Linked DNA regions of Mus musculus: all the other regions are linked to region 3. A link is a contact called in public HiCAR-type and promoter capture Hi-C data. All regions are on one chromosome and are shown on one strand. Each heading gives the region's core, a stretch centred on a gene start, on an enhancer-like site or on the middle of the called end of the contact. The rest is flanking DNA. Distances are from core to core; before and after follow the strand shown.

The links. Promoter capture Hi-C pulls out the DNA fragments that hold promoters and counts their contacts. HiCAR-type assays count read pairs that join an accessible place to other places.
Region 1: a HiCAR-type map of kidney shows a contact between it and region 3, with 4 times the contacts expected there. The contact joins the promoter of Khk here to the promoter of Fgfr3 in region 3. A contact is called at or near these places in 1 of 39 promoter capture datasets (liver) and 1 of 115 datasets of contacts at active chromatin or transcription factors (kidney).
Region 2: a promoter capture Hi-C map of liver shows a contact between it and region 3, with 4 times the contacts expected there. The contact joins the promoter of Gckr here to the promoter of Fgfr3 in region 3. A contact is called at or near these places in 2 of 39 promoter capture datasets (hippocampal neurons and liver) and 1 of 484 Hi-C or Micro-C datasets (liver).
Region 4: a contact with region 3 is called in a HiCAR-type map of astrocytes, with 4 times the contacts expected there. The contact joins the promoter of Ucn here to the promoter of Fgfr3 in region 3.

Annotation. Positions count from the first base shown.
Region 1 is chr5:30,920,190-30,922,889 of GRCm38.p6, reverse strand. Khk (ketohexokinase) reads right to left here and starts at 1,331. Exons shown (of 9, transcript NM_001310524.1): 1 at 883-1,331. The coding sequence starts at 974. It overlaps Emilin1 (elastin microfibril interfacer 1), which reads right to left. Exons shown (of 8, transcript NM_133918.2): 7 at 2,673-2,700; 8 at 1,615-2,275. The coding sequence ends at 1,938.
Region 2 is chr5:31,296,197-31,298,896 of GRCm38.p6, reverse strand. Gckr (glucokinase regulatory protein) reads right to left here and starts at 1,334. Exons shown (of 19, transcript NM_001374741.1): 1 at 1,218-1,334; 2 at 577-732; 3 at 115-183. The coding sequence starts at 1,277.
Region 3 is chr5:33,720,467-33,723,166 of GRCm38.p6, reverse strand. It overlaps Fgfr3 (fibroblast growth factor receptor 3), which reads right to left and starts at 1,443. Exons shown (of 18, transcript NM_008010.5): 1 at 1,239-1,443; 2 at 656-861. The coding sequence starts at 758. RefSeq lists enhancers at 973-1,031, 862-1,238 and promoters at 1,394-1,598, 758-1,598.
Region 4 is chr5:31,137,575-31,140,274 of GRCm38.p6, reverse strand. Ucn (urocortin) reads left to right here and starts at 1,380. Exons shown (of 2, transcript NM_021290.2): 1 at 1,380-1,478; 2 at 1,742-2,286. The coding sequence starts at 1,755. The coding sequence ends at 2,123. It overlaps Trim54 (tripartite motif-containing 54), which reads right to left. Exons shown (of 9, transcript NM_021447.2): 9 at 2,649-2,700.

The DNA of each region.
Region 1 (2,700 bases), core at 82-2,581, 2.8 Mb after region 3:
CCCACAGAATGCCTTCACGGCACAGCAGCACATTGGAGTGGCCTTTATCAAGAGCAAAGATAAGAGCCATCAAAGGACACTTTAACTTCTACCAGACAATTGAGAATGTTCTGAGAACATCCACTAAGATGTTTACCCACCTTTGTAAAGACCCCTCTTGGCACTTAGCTCCAGGAGAAAGCCTGCTGTGGCTCAGGAGCCAAGTTTCTCCCTGTCTGACCCAGAGAGCCTCCAGCTTTGCTTACACTGCCGGCCAGTCCTTGAGCTAGGCAAGGCTCAAACGCCAGGGCCAGGCTTTTAAATGTGAGTAGTTTAACATCACATACCACTCACTGCTAGCGACCTGGTGTTTTATTTTAGCTGTAAGCGGTAAATTAGAAGTGCATAGGCTAGGAGTTGGGAGACCTGGGGGTTTGGGGTGAGGAAAATTTGTCTGGCACCTTATCAGGTGTGTGAGGGCTCAGGAGGGAAAAAAATCATTACAGCCCTCTCTGTAAACTGAGGATTTTGATGATCGGCAGATTGAAATGGTAAACAGCCAACAACACACTAGTGAAAGCCTGGGTTTTGATTCAGGCATACGTTTGCACTCTTGTTAATTCTGGAGGCTAAAGGAGTTTAGGCCAGCTTGGGCTACAAAGCAAGACTCCGAAAACAAAACAACACACCCCCTGGGTCTTGGTTTTAAAGGTCTCCAGTCTCATGTCTTCATTCTCACAGAGTACCCCTTAGGGACCCGGGACAGAGAACGCCAAGCTGAACTCAGGCCTCACCACATGGAGACAGAGGGCTATCCCTGGTTTAGCAGCCGATTAGCAGTGACACGCAAAAAGACAGGACCACAGCGGCCCTGGGATCTCCGAGGGGCTTGGGCGCCCCTACCTGCGATCCGTGTCTTCCTCTGGGTATTTGTCCACCACATTGATGATGTCCAGCACCACCAGCCCCACGCACAGGATCTGCTTCTCTTCCATGAGGCTGCTCCCCAAGCTTCCTACCCGCAAGCAGAGGGGGTTCCTGCTGGGCTCTGCCTCTTATCTACTGGAGGACCGTGTCCCAACTTCTCACTGGCTACCTTGGCTCCTCCTCTGCGTGCAGAACTCCTCCCGCAGGGAGCTTTCTGCTTTGCAAGGGTGGGTTACCTAGCCCGGCCAATGGCAGGCCCTCTCACTTTTCCGCCTCAGCTGTCAAAGCGAAAGCGCACTAGTAATGCATCGCCTTTCCGATCCCTCTGCGCCTGCTGCAGACCCTGGACCACCCGGACTAGCACAGTCTGGCAACAGAAACTTCGCCTTCGCAGGCGGAGCACAGAAGCAAGCGTTCTCTCCCTCGCCCCGCCAAGGTGGCCCACCCGGCCGAGGCCCCGCCCCCCCCCCCCGCGCCAGATTAACGGTGTCACGTGACGGGGAACGCTGCCAGCCTTCGCAGTGGTTCTGGCCTAGCGCCCCCTAGCGGCCGCTGTGGGGACCGGTGGCCGTGACCCTGAGTCCGCAGGTGCCCTTAGTAGGGAGCACACCCAAAGATCACCAGCCTAGGTTCCCTCCGTAGAACTCTGTTTCCTCCTGTCCTGTCCCTTAACTACCCCCAAACATGTACTAGAGCAGAATAGCTATGTTTTGTAGAAAAAAAAAAAGTGTCTTTATTCCTGAATAGTTTAGTACGGTGGTGTGGACTGGGGAGAGCCCTGGAGGGTAGGTTCCTCTTCCGCAGCTTGGGTCCCGGAGAGGGCTCTGGTGGGGACGGCAATGAGGCCAAAGGTCAAGAGGAGATGCCTCGGTCCCATAGACCACGCAGTCACAACGTACGGAGTGACCGATTTGGATGCCTGAACCGCAGCGGGACGTGGTCGCCAGACTTGCCCTTGCCTTGGTGGGTAGCCACCATCCAGGTGGCTCTGCGGCCCCTGTAGATAAGTTTGGTGGTCGGGTCCACCCTGTCTACACCTGTTCAAGCTCTGTGTCCTCGTAGAGCAGGGCTCCGCTGAAGATGGTGAGCGGCTCCTCGGAGTGTGCCAGCTGCCCCATGACCAGGTCGATGCAGACAGTGTCTCCGACCTGCAGTGGCAGAATGAGGCTGAAGACGCCCAGAGCGCCTGGGCTGGGCTGACTTTCGGCCACAGGCTTATTCTCCAGTCCCTCGGGTTCATAGCCTCCCGAGTCTATGCGGGCCACGCCCAGGTTGGAGCGTGACAATACTGCTTCCACTTTCTCATGCCGGTGCCCAGTAAGTACAGCGCTCAGCAAATAGCGTCCAGCCAGTGGTGCAGTGAATACACCTGGAGACAAGGATGACAGTCAGGAGGGGAGACGCTGGCTGGGACAAGGAAGGTCTCTCGGAGAGTGGGTACAGCACTCCTGGCTGTGGAGTGGCCCACCCGTCCTTTCCCTGCTATTCCACTAACTGTACACTGTAGGAATCCCCTGCTGCATCTCCAGCAGTTGCTGCAGAGTGTGTGCTGGAGTCTGTCCCAGTAAAGATCCGTGTGGTGTGGATGTCTCCTCCCCTCCCCCACTCTCTCTTTGCCTAACTGTGGTGTGAGTGCATGGAAAGAATAGAGGTCTTTGTAATTACAAGTGAAAAGCTGTACTTGTCTGCAGAGGTGTGAAGGAGGCATTAGTACTGCTCAGCTTCACCCGTTACCTCACTAGGCCACCCGTCGGCCTTTTAGTTACCTGTCTCTGGGTCATAGTAGCCTCCATC
Region 2 (2,700 bases), core at 85-2,584, 2.4 Mb after region 3:
CTAAAAGAATAAAGAACTGAGATTTATAAAAACAAGAAGTGGAGACCCGGGAAGGAGGAAGTTGGAGGGAACAGAAGTGTTTGGATGGATGAGAAGCAGGTGGGGAATTTGTACCTTCAGCACTTCCTGGACCTTGCCAGCCACTTGCAACATGGTGGTCAGAACTGACTCACTGTACAGTCGCTGTAGAGAGTGGACAGGAATCAGGATGGAGAAATGGGGTGGGGGGGTAGAGGTGAGAGAAAGGCAGTGAGATGACTCAGTGAGTTAAGAGGATTGTGGCCAAGTCTGATGATCTGAGTTTAATCCCAGGGACCCACATGGTGAAAGGACAGACTGATTCCCAAAAGTTGTCCTCTGACTTCCACACATTTCCTCATGGAACAAATCCTTCCACATCACAAAACAGATAAATAAATTTTAAAAATGGGAATGGGGAGGGGAGGAAGAAATGGAAGATGATGGATTGAGATTGAAGGAGAGGGATCAGGATTTCCTGTATCAGGAGGGTAGAGGTGGAAGTGTGGCCGACTTGACATCTTTATTTGCAGTGTCTGAGATTTGACTGTGGGTCACCTGGTAGGTGGGCATGATTTGCCCCTCCTCCTGGAATATCTCAGCATCACACTGCCCCAGCAGTTGAACAATTTTCTCTGCATCTGCTTTGTCCAAGTTCCGGGTCAGTGGGTTGGACTTCTCTGTGATTGGCACAGCTGCTTCATACCCTGACAACTAGAGACACACAAGGGTAGGGACAGAAAGCCAAAGTCTGCCTTATGCCTGCTGGACTGGAGGTGGGAGTGGCAGGAGGCCCAGTGTTTGGCTTAGATTCACATACTTCACACACACCGACTTGTGCACATACATGCACACATAAGGCACACACCATTCACATACTAAAAACTTAGTCTTCATGTGATGTTCTGAGCCTATTAGGAAAGGAAGATCATAAGGAAAGGTAAGGGGAAAGGTGCCTATCATGGTAAGTGTGCCTGCAATTCAGGCATTTGGAAAGTGAAGCTGCAACAAAGGGATCAGGAGTTCAAGGCTATCCTCAGATACATAGCAAGTTTGAGGCCAGCCTGGGCTAGACCGTGTAGCAAAAGAAAAAAAAAAAAAAATAGAAGAGGGAGTAGAAGTCCAGAGCTGAGGCCAGTCCAAACTTAACAGTATTTTAGGAATCAGAAGAGAAGGCTGAAATGGAGAAAGAACCTTACCTCCCATTCCCCAGGCTCAGGGGTCTCGATCACATGCTGATACCGCTTGGTGCTTGGCATGGTCCCACACTGCAGACTCTCCAACCCGCCTGCCTCTGCACTCACGCAATCTGTTCTGGCCCCAATAATTTGCTTCCAGTTGGCAGGGTCTTATCTGAGCCATGGAGATGATTAACCTAAGAACCCTGCCTCTCAAAACACCACCCCCTACGCCCCTCTCTTCAACACCCGTTCCTGTCGCCGGGGCTTCCAGCCCTCACAGGAGCTCCTGAGGGTCCTCTTTGCGTATACTCTGGCTTGCCAGCCTCTGCCCTTGGAGAAGAGGACCAGACGTTCTTTGCTTTTGCCCTTGCAGAACACCCAGGTCAGAAAGAATCCCTGAACAAATCTGTGGCCCAAATGCCTCCAAAGGCCAGAGATCAGGGTCAGTAGAAGTCAGAGGACTCAGGTCATGGCTTGATCACATGTCAGCATGCAGTCCTTCCCTGCCCCACTGGCTCATTTTATCTGCTCCTCTCTGAAAGAAAAGCAATAGACGCTTCTGGACCCCAGGTGTGCGAACACTGAACTGGATATCACAGAGGAGATGTCACAGAAATAGAAATACTGCTAAGAACAACGAGGACCAAGAAATTGCCCTAAATACCACAGTCTCTATTTCTCCTGACCCACTTTCTCCCAAATGGCAGACATCATTGGATACATGGACACATGGACACATAGATACATAGAAGCCATTGTTGGCATTGTTTTTAGATGAGGAAACAGCCTCAGACAAGTGGTTGGCTATTTAGGATCACACAGATTTCATACTCAGCTAACATATGAAATAATTTAAGGACCTAACATGTCTACATGTTTACTGAATGAATGCAACAACTAACAAGTTGTTGAATAATACTTATTCATACAGTGACAGAAGGTTTTTAAAGACTCTTGTTGCCGGGCAGTGGTGATGCACCCCTTTAATTCCAGCACTCGGGAGACAGAGGCAGGTGGATTTCTGAGTTTGAAGCCAGTCTGGTCTACAGAGTGAGTTCCAGGACAGCCAGGGCTACACAGAGAAACCCTGTCTTGGAAAAAAAAAAAAAAAAAAAAAAAAAAAAAAGACCCTTGTCCAGTGTTTGACACTATTGATATTCTAACAATTGTTTCATGTTTCTATGCTTTAAGGGTAGAAAACCTGAGGTGTGGGTTAACCGATTTCTCTCAAAGGAATGTGTTACACTCACACCCACGGGGGGGGGGGGGGGGGGAGAGAGAGAGAGATCTGCTTTTAAATTGCTCTTATATGCCCAGCCCTCTTTTTAATCCTTTCTAGTTCTTATAATGATGCCAGGCACATAGAAGATGATCAGTAAATATTTGCTGAATAAACGAAAGAGTGAATGAGAAAGCGAATGGAATCAAATCAGATCATGAATGGAAAAGAGACTTAAAAGCTGACGCAGTCTCCAAGAGGTTGTTAAAACAATAATTATCT
Region 3 (2,700 bases), core at 194-2,693:
TTGAGGGCATTCAAGTGTCCCATCGGACTTTGGTGGCCAGCGGGACTACCTAGGCGGCGCCAAGATCCTGGGACAACCGCCCCTCATCTCCCAGCGTGCGGCCTGAAGGGCAGTCTGTGCGCGCCCCTGGGAACCGACCCCTCAGGCCGCCTACAGGATAAGAGGGGAGCAGCCGCACTGAAGCTGTCACCTTGTCATGCGAAACCCTGAAGCTGAGCTTTGGCTGGGATACTACTATCCACCCCGCAACGTCCAGCCTTCCTTTAGCTGAAGCAGAGGAAGAACTGTTCCGGGAGAACGGCTGAATCAATAACAGGCATTTTTCCTCCTCTCAAATTCGAGAAGCAACAATAGGAATCGTGGGAAGTCAGCTCGCGCGCCTTCCCAACGCCCCTCTGCCTGGGACCACCGTCACGGGCACCGGTCCACGTGACGCCTCGCACTTGGGTGGTGGCTCCCAGCCTACAGACACCCCTATAAACTGCCGCGTCCGAGCTGACAGCGATCTGCGGGGCAGGGGACAAACCTCGGCGCACTAGCCCCTGTGGTGCTAATCAACCCGACGCCCCTTCCTCACCCAAGGGCTGTTCACCATTGCCAAAGCCCCTGTGATTCAGGGCCGGCCCCCAGAAGAACACCTTGGGTCAGTCCTTACCTGCCGCTCTCCGCACAACTCGCTGCTCTGGACCAGGAGGCTCGGAAGTAGCTCCAGCCACGACCGCCACGCAGAACACTAGCACGCAGGCCGGGACTACCATGGCTCCAGAGCGGGGGCCGCGGCGTCCTCAAGCAGCGCGCGCGGGCATGCTGCAACCCCCCACGCCCGGCTCCGGCGCCGGTGGGAGAACGCCTCTGTGGAGACTACAGGAGGAGAGCACTGAGTTACTCCGGAGGGCAGCGGGGAAGCGCGGCCTCGCTCCTGAACCCCGACCCCCGGCCGCCCCGCCCGCCGACTCCTAGCTCTCTCCCGGGCTGCCTGGCGCCGGCCGCCTCCTCCCAGCCGCGGTTCCTCCCTCCTCCTTCCCTCCCTGGTTGCCGCAGAGCCCTCCCAGGACGGAGGCAGTAGCCGCAAACTTTCCAGAGCGGGAAGCCCGCGCCTTGCCCCGGCCTCGCCGCACTTACGAACCGCTCCACTTCCCGCATATCTCACCCCCTGACTGCTTCTGAGCCCGCCCGGAACCTCCGAGTGCCAGCCGAGTCCTTCACACTAACCTGGCGGCCGCTAGAGCCCAACTCACCACGCGCGGCTCCGTCTCTCGGCCCGCTTTTCCAGGGTCTCCTCTGTCCCAGTGGCCGGCCGCCCACCACTGAGTCCCCCCGCCGGAGTGGATCGCACGGCGCCAGCTGCTCCCGCCACCCCCGCTGCCACAGTGCACTGAACTGGGGCTGCCCGGCGCGCAGCAGCCCGGGCGGGGGTTGGGGGGTGCTCCCGCCACGCCCCGAACACTCCCCTTCCCCGGCGGCCAGGGGGCGGGAGATCCGAAGAGGCGTGGTCAGGCGGGGGCGCCGGGCGGTCCCAGAGGGCGTGGGAGCCCAGCTGGGGCGGAGCAGGCGAGGCAAGGGTCGCACGCTCGACCCCTTGAAGCAATGCCGAGCTCAGGACTGTCTACCAGCACGCTTCTCCCTCCAATAAAGCTGTGCTCAAGGGCTCAGAAGGTTGACTTCGGTGGGGGTCTAGGTGTTAGGGCGTCTTCACAGTGAACTGGCCCCCTGAGCTGAATGAACCCTGTGCAAAGAGCACTAAATCCTCAGGTACAAAGCCTGACAGTTCCAGGAAGACAAATACAAATACGTGTGAACAGGTCTTCCAGTGAAGGATGGAGCAGAGTTTACATGATGAAAGACCCAGGGATTGCACCCTAGAAAAGACGGACACGCTGCTGTATTTATCAAACTAACCAGCTGCCTGCATCCTGCTCAGGAACGATGTCCACACTTCCCCAAGAACACACAGGTTTTGGAAGAAACTTACCCAGCCTCTCGGAATAGCGAGAAGAGCTGGGGATACAAAGCAGGGGAGCCTGCCCTACCCTAAGGCTGCCTGAACTCCAACCTATGGATGTCCTAGCACAGCACGCCCATCATGTGGGACACATTCCATCTGGGGAGTGTCACAATGACAGCTGGTCCCTGGAGGATCAGCCTGGTCACCCCATCATGCTGGCAAGCTGTAGGTCCTGCCTGGCAGAACTTCTGTAACAGCAACCACCCTGTGACTGATGGCCTCTCTACCCTCACAAGGCAGGGAACCTTGTCTCACTTTCAGACAAGTTCCACAAGGTCTGATGAAGCCTATGGGAGCCAGATACATGGGGACCTGGCTCAGTGCTTCTGCCCAGTCTGGCTGTATGTGGCTTGAAGAACTTAAAACTGCTCATGGGGGGGGTGGGGGGGGGAATGGCTCGTGGGTTACGAACACCTTTCACTGGCTTACTCATCACCCTTATCTTTCCCAGATAGCTGAGCAGGGAAAGCCCTGGCCCCAGAACCCTCATGCTCTCATCCCTGTGTGTCCACCCTAGAGCTGGGCAGCTCTGCCTACTGTTACTCCTGCTCTGGCCAAGGACCCCTCCCTGCAGACTGGCTAGAATCCAGTCCTGGGTTCCCATGGCACCCCCAGGCAGCTGCCCACAGGTCCTCTCCCAGGATGCCACCCCAGGGGGTCATAGCAGACATTCTCCCCTAATCTATTGGCAGATT
Region 4 (2,700 bases), core at 131-2,630, 2.6 Mb after region 3:
AAAGGTTGCTATGCAGCATGACTGTCTACATTCCCACCACATAGTATATTCCTCACAGATATTTGTAGAATAATATGACCTTGCCAACTTTACACCTATGTCCCAATAGCTAGCACACGTCCCCACTCTGTATAGATACAACTTCCTGTCTAGAGTTGAGACTTGAACTCAGCATTGTGGATGCTAGTCACGTGCTCTAACAACTAAGCAACATCCCTAGACTAGAGTGGCTATCACGCTTAACTTTTCTAGGTCCTAGTGCCTTTCGAGACCCTGTCAGGGACTTTATAGGCACAGAAATAGATACATTATTATCTGGGATCTGCAGTGGCTATGAATAAGACCCTTCAGAAGAGCACAGACCTGTCTGTAACTGGAAAGAAGCAGAGGCTGTTCATTTACAAAGACAGACGCCAATGGTTTCAGAAGTGAGGGACCTGACTACACAAGCTGGTGGCAGAGGAGGAACTTGGGCCAAAGTTTTCTCACTTCTACCTAGTGATTTCTTCGTTTTCGTGTGTGTGTTTGTGTGTGTGTGTGTGTGTGTGTGTGTGTGTGTGTGTGTGTGTGTGTGTGTTCAAAACTGGGTTTCTTTGTGTAGTCTTGGAACCAGCTCAGTAGACCAGTCTGGCCTCAAACTCAGAGATCTGCCTGCCTCTGTCTCCTGGGTGCTATGATTAAAGGAGTGCACCAGCACCACCCCAGCTCCTGACCTAGAAGGTAAAAAGGTATAATAGTACTGTTTCTGTGTTTCCTAGGAAAAAGCTGACTTTGCCAAACTCAGGAGGTACGTTAAGTTCTGAAAGCCAAACACCCTTTTATGCCATTCTGACACCTGTAGATTTTAGTTTGTACTGCTGTACAATGGTCAGTAGAATGGGTCAGACCCACTGTATTGGAGAGCCTTTGGGTGGGACTGTGTTGTCTGAGCCCCTGCCAGCAGAGCATTTCTGATCTCAATTTGAGGACCCAGTAGCCGGCCTAGGGACCGTGTCTAAGCAGCCCAGGCTTCTCCCCAGAACTTCTGTCCAGATTGTGGCTGTGAAGAAGTTCGGAACCACGGACAGCTCCACAGTCCTCCCTCTCTACTTGAGAAGAGAAACAACCCCTGACTATTCCTGCTCTGGAGACATTGGTGGTTCTGTGTCGGGGAAGGACTCTGCATCCGGAAGATCTATCTTTATGGCTCTGCCAGCTTCTCCCTCTACAGCCAGGGTGCTTCCAAAGATAGCTCCAGGGACACAAAGTCAGGATACGCACCCCTCTGGGGGCTCGAAGCTGCTGGACTCAAAGCTGCCGGTGTCATTGTTTCTACAATCAGTTCATGTTCTTCGCTGACGTCAGTCGGAGCTGTCCTGGTGCTATATAAGGCTGGCGGCGGTCCCGGGACAGACCCCGTGCTCCCCAAGGCGTCTTCAGCCCGTCCCCGGGGACAGAGTGGAGCTCCATCTTGCACTGGGCAGACACTCCGATAACCTGTGAGTGGCTTGAAGCAACGATCCAGACTCCCTTACCACCAAGACTCTGCACTCAGCCCACCCACTGTGACCTGCCGGGAGGGAAGGAGGGAGAGAGGGGTGGAACTGGACTGGCACAGCGCCTAGGGCTGGTGGGCAGGATGTGGACACCAGGCAACAGCTGGAGGGTCTCGGCAGGGGCACTGGGCGTGCGCGCCAAGGGGCTCGTGTTACCTGCGGCTGCTCCAAGTGCACCTCACCCTATGCTGCCCCTGTGTGTCCAGGGCAGGCGGCACCATGATACAGAGGGGACGCGCTACGCTCCTGGTGGCGTTGCTGCTCTTGGCACAGCTTCGCCCGGAGAGCAGCCAGTGGAGCCCAGCGGCTGCGGCGGCAACTGGGGTCCAGGATCCGAATCTGCGATGGAGCCCTGGAGTGCGGAATCAGGGCGGCGGCGTCCGCGCGCTCCTCTTGCTGTTAGCGGAGCGCTTCCCGCGCCGCGCAGGATCTGAGCCTGCGGGCGAGCGGCAGCGACGGGACGACCCTCCACTGTCCATCGACCTCACCTTCCACCTGCTGCGGACCCTGCTGGAGCTAGCTCGGACACAGAGCCAGCGCGAGCGCGCAGAGCAGAACCGCATCATATTCGATTCGGTGGGCAAGTGATCGGCCCCGTATGGGGTCACGAAAGCCTTGACCCTTTCCCTTACCTACCCCGGGGCTGGAACGCGCACAACCGGAGCTGTCTCAGTCCCGCGGTGCAGCGCCGCCCAGAGTCACCCTGAATACTCTGAGTGGTTATTTTTTAATAAAACTGCCCAAGAGCTTAGCCTCTATCTTCTGTCATAGTGGTGAGAGGGCACCGGCAACTACAGTTAGGGTAAGAACTTTTGGGAAAGTGGAGCTCTCCAGGCCGGTAGGAGAGACAAGCATGCTAAATGAGATGGGAGAGGAAGCCTATTAAATTCCTGGGAGCCCTTCCCCCAACCCGCCAGATCCCGGAACTCGGAGGTCTGATACCCTTTCAGGGTCTCCGGCTTAGGAGGCAACCTCTAGTGTAAAGGGAATGGCCACGAGGGACTATTTCGCCTCCGCCCCTTCAGATGGTCTGGGGTTGAGAAAGGGTAGAGCGATGGCGAGGTTGCTTCTATAGCTGAGCCTAGGAGTGGACAGCAAAAGGAGCCGAGGACGTGGGACACTTGAGTCCTTTATTGAGAACCTTCCCGGGGGCGGGAAGCCGAGC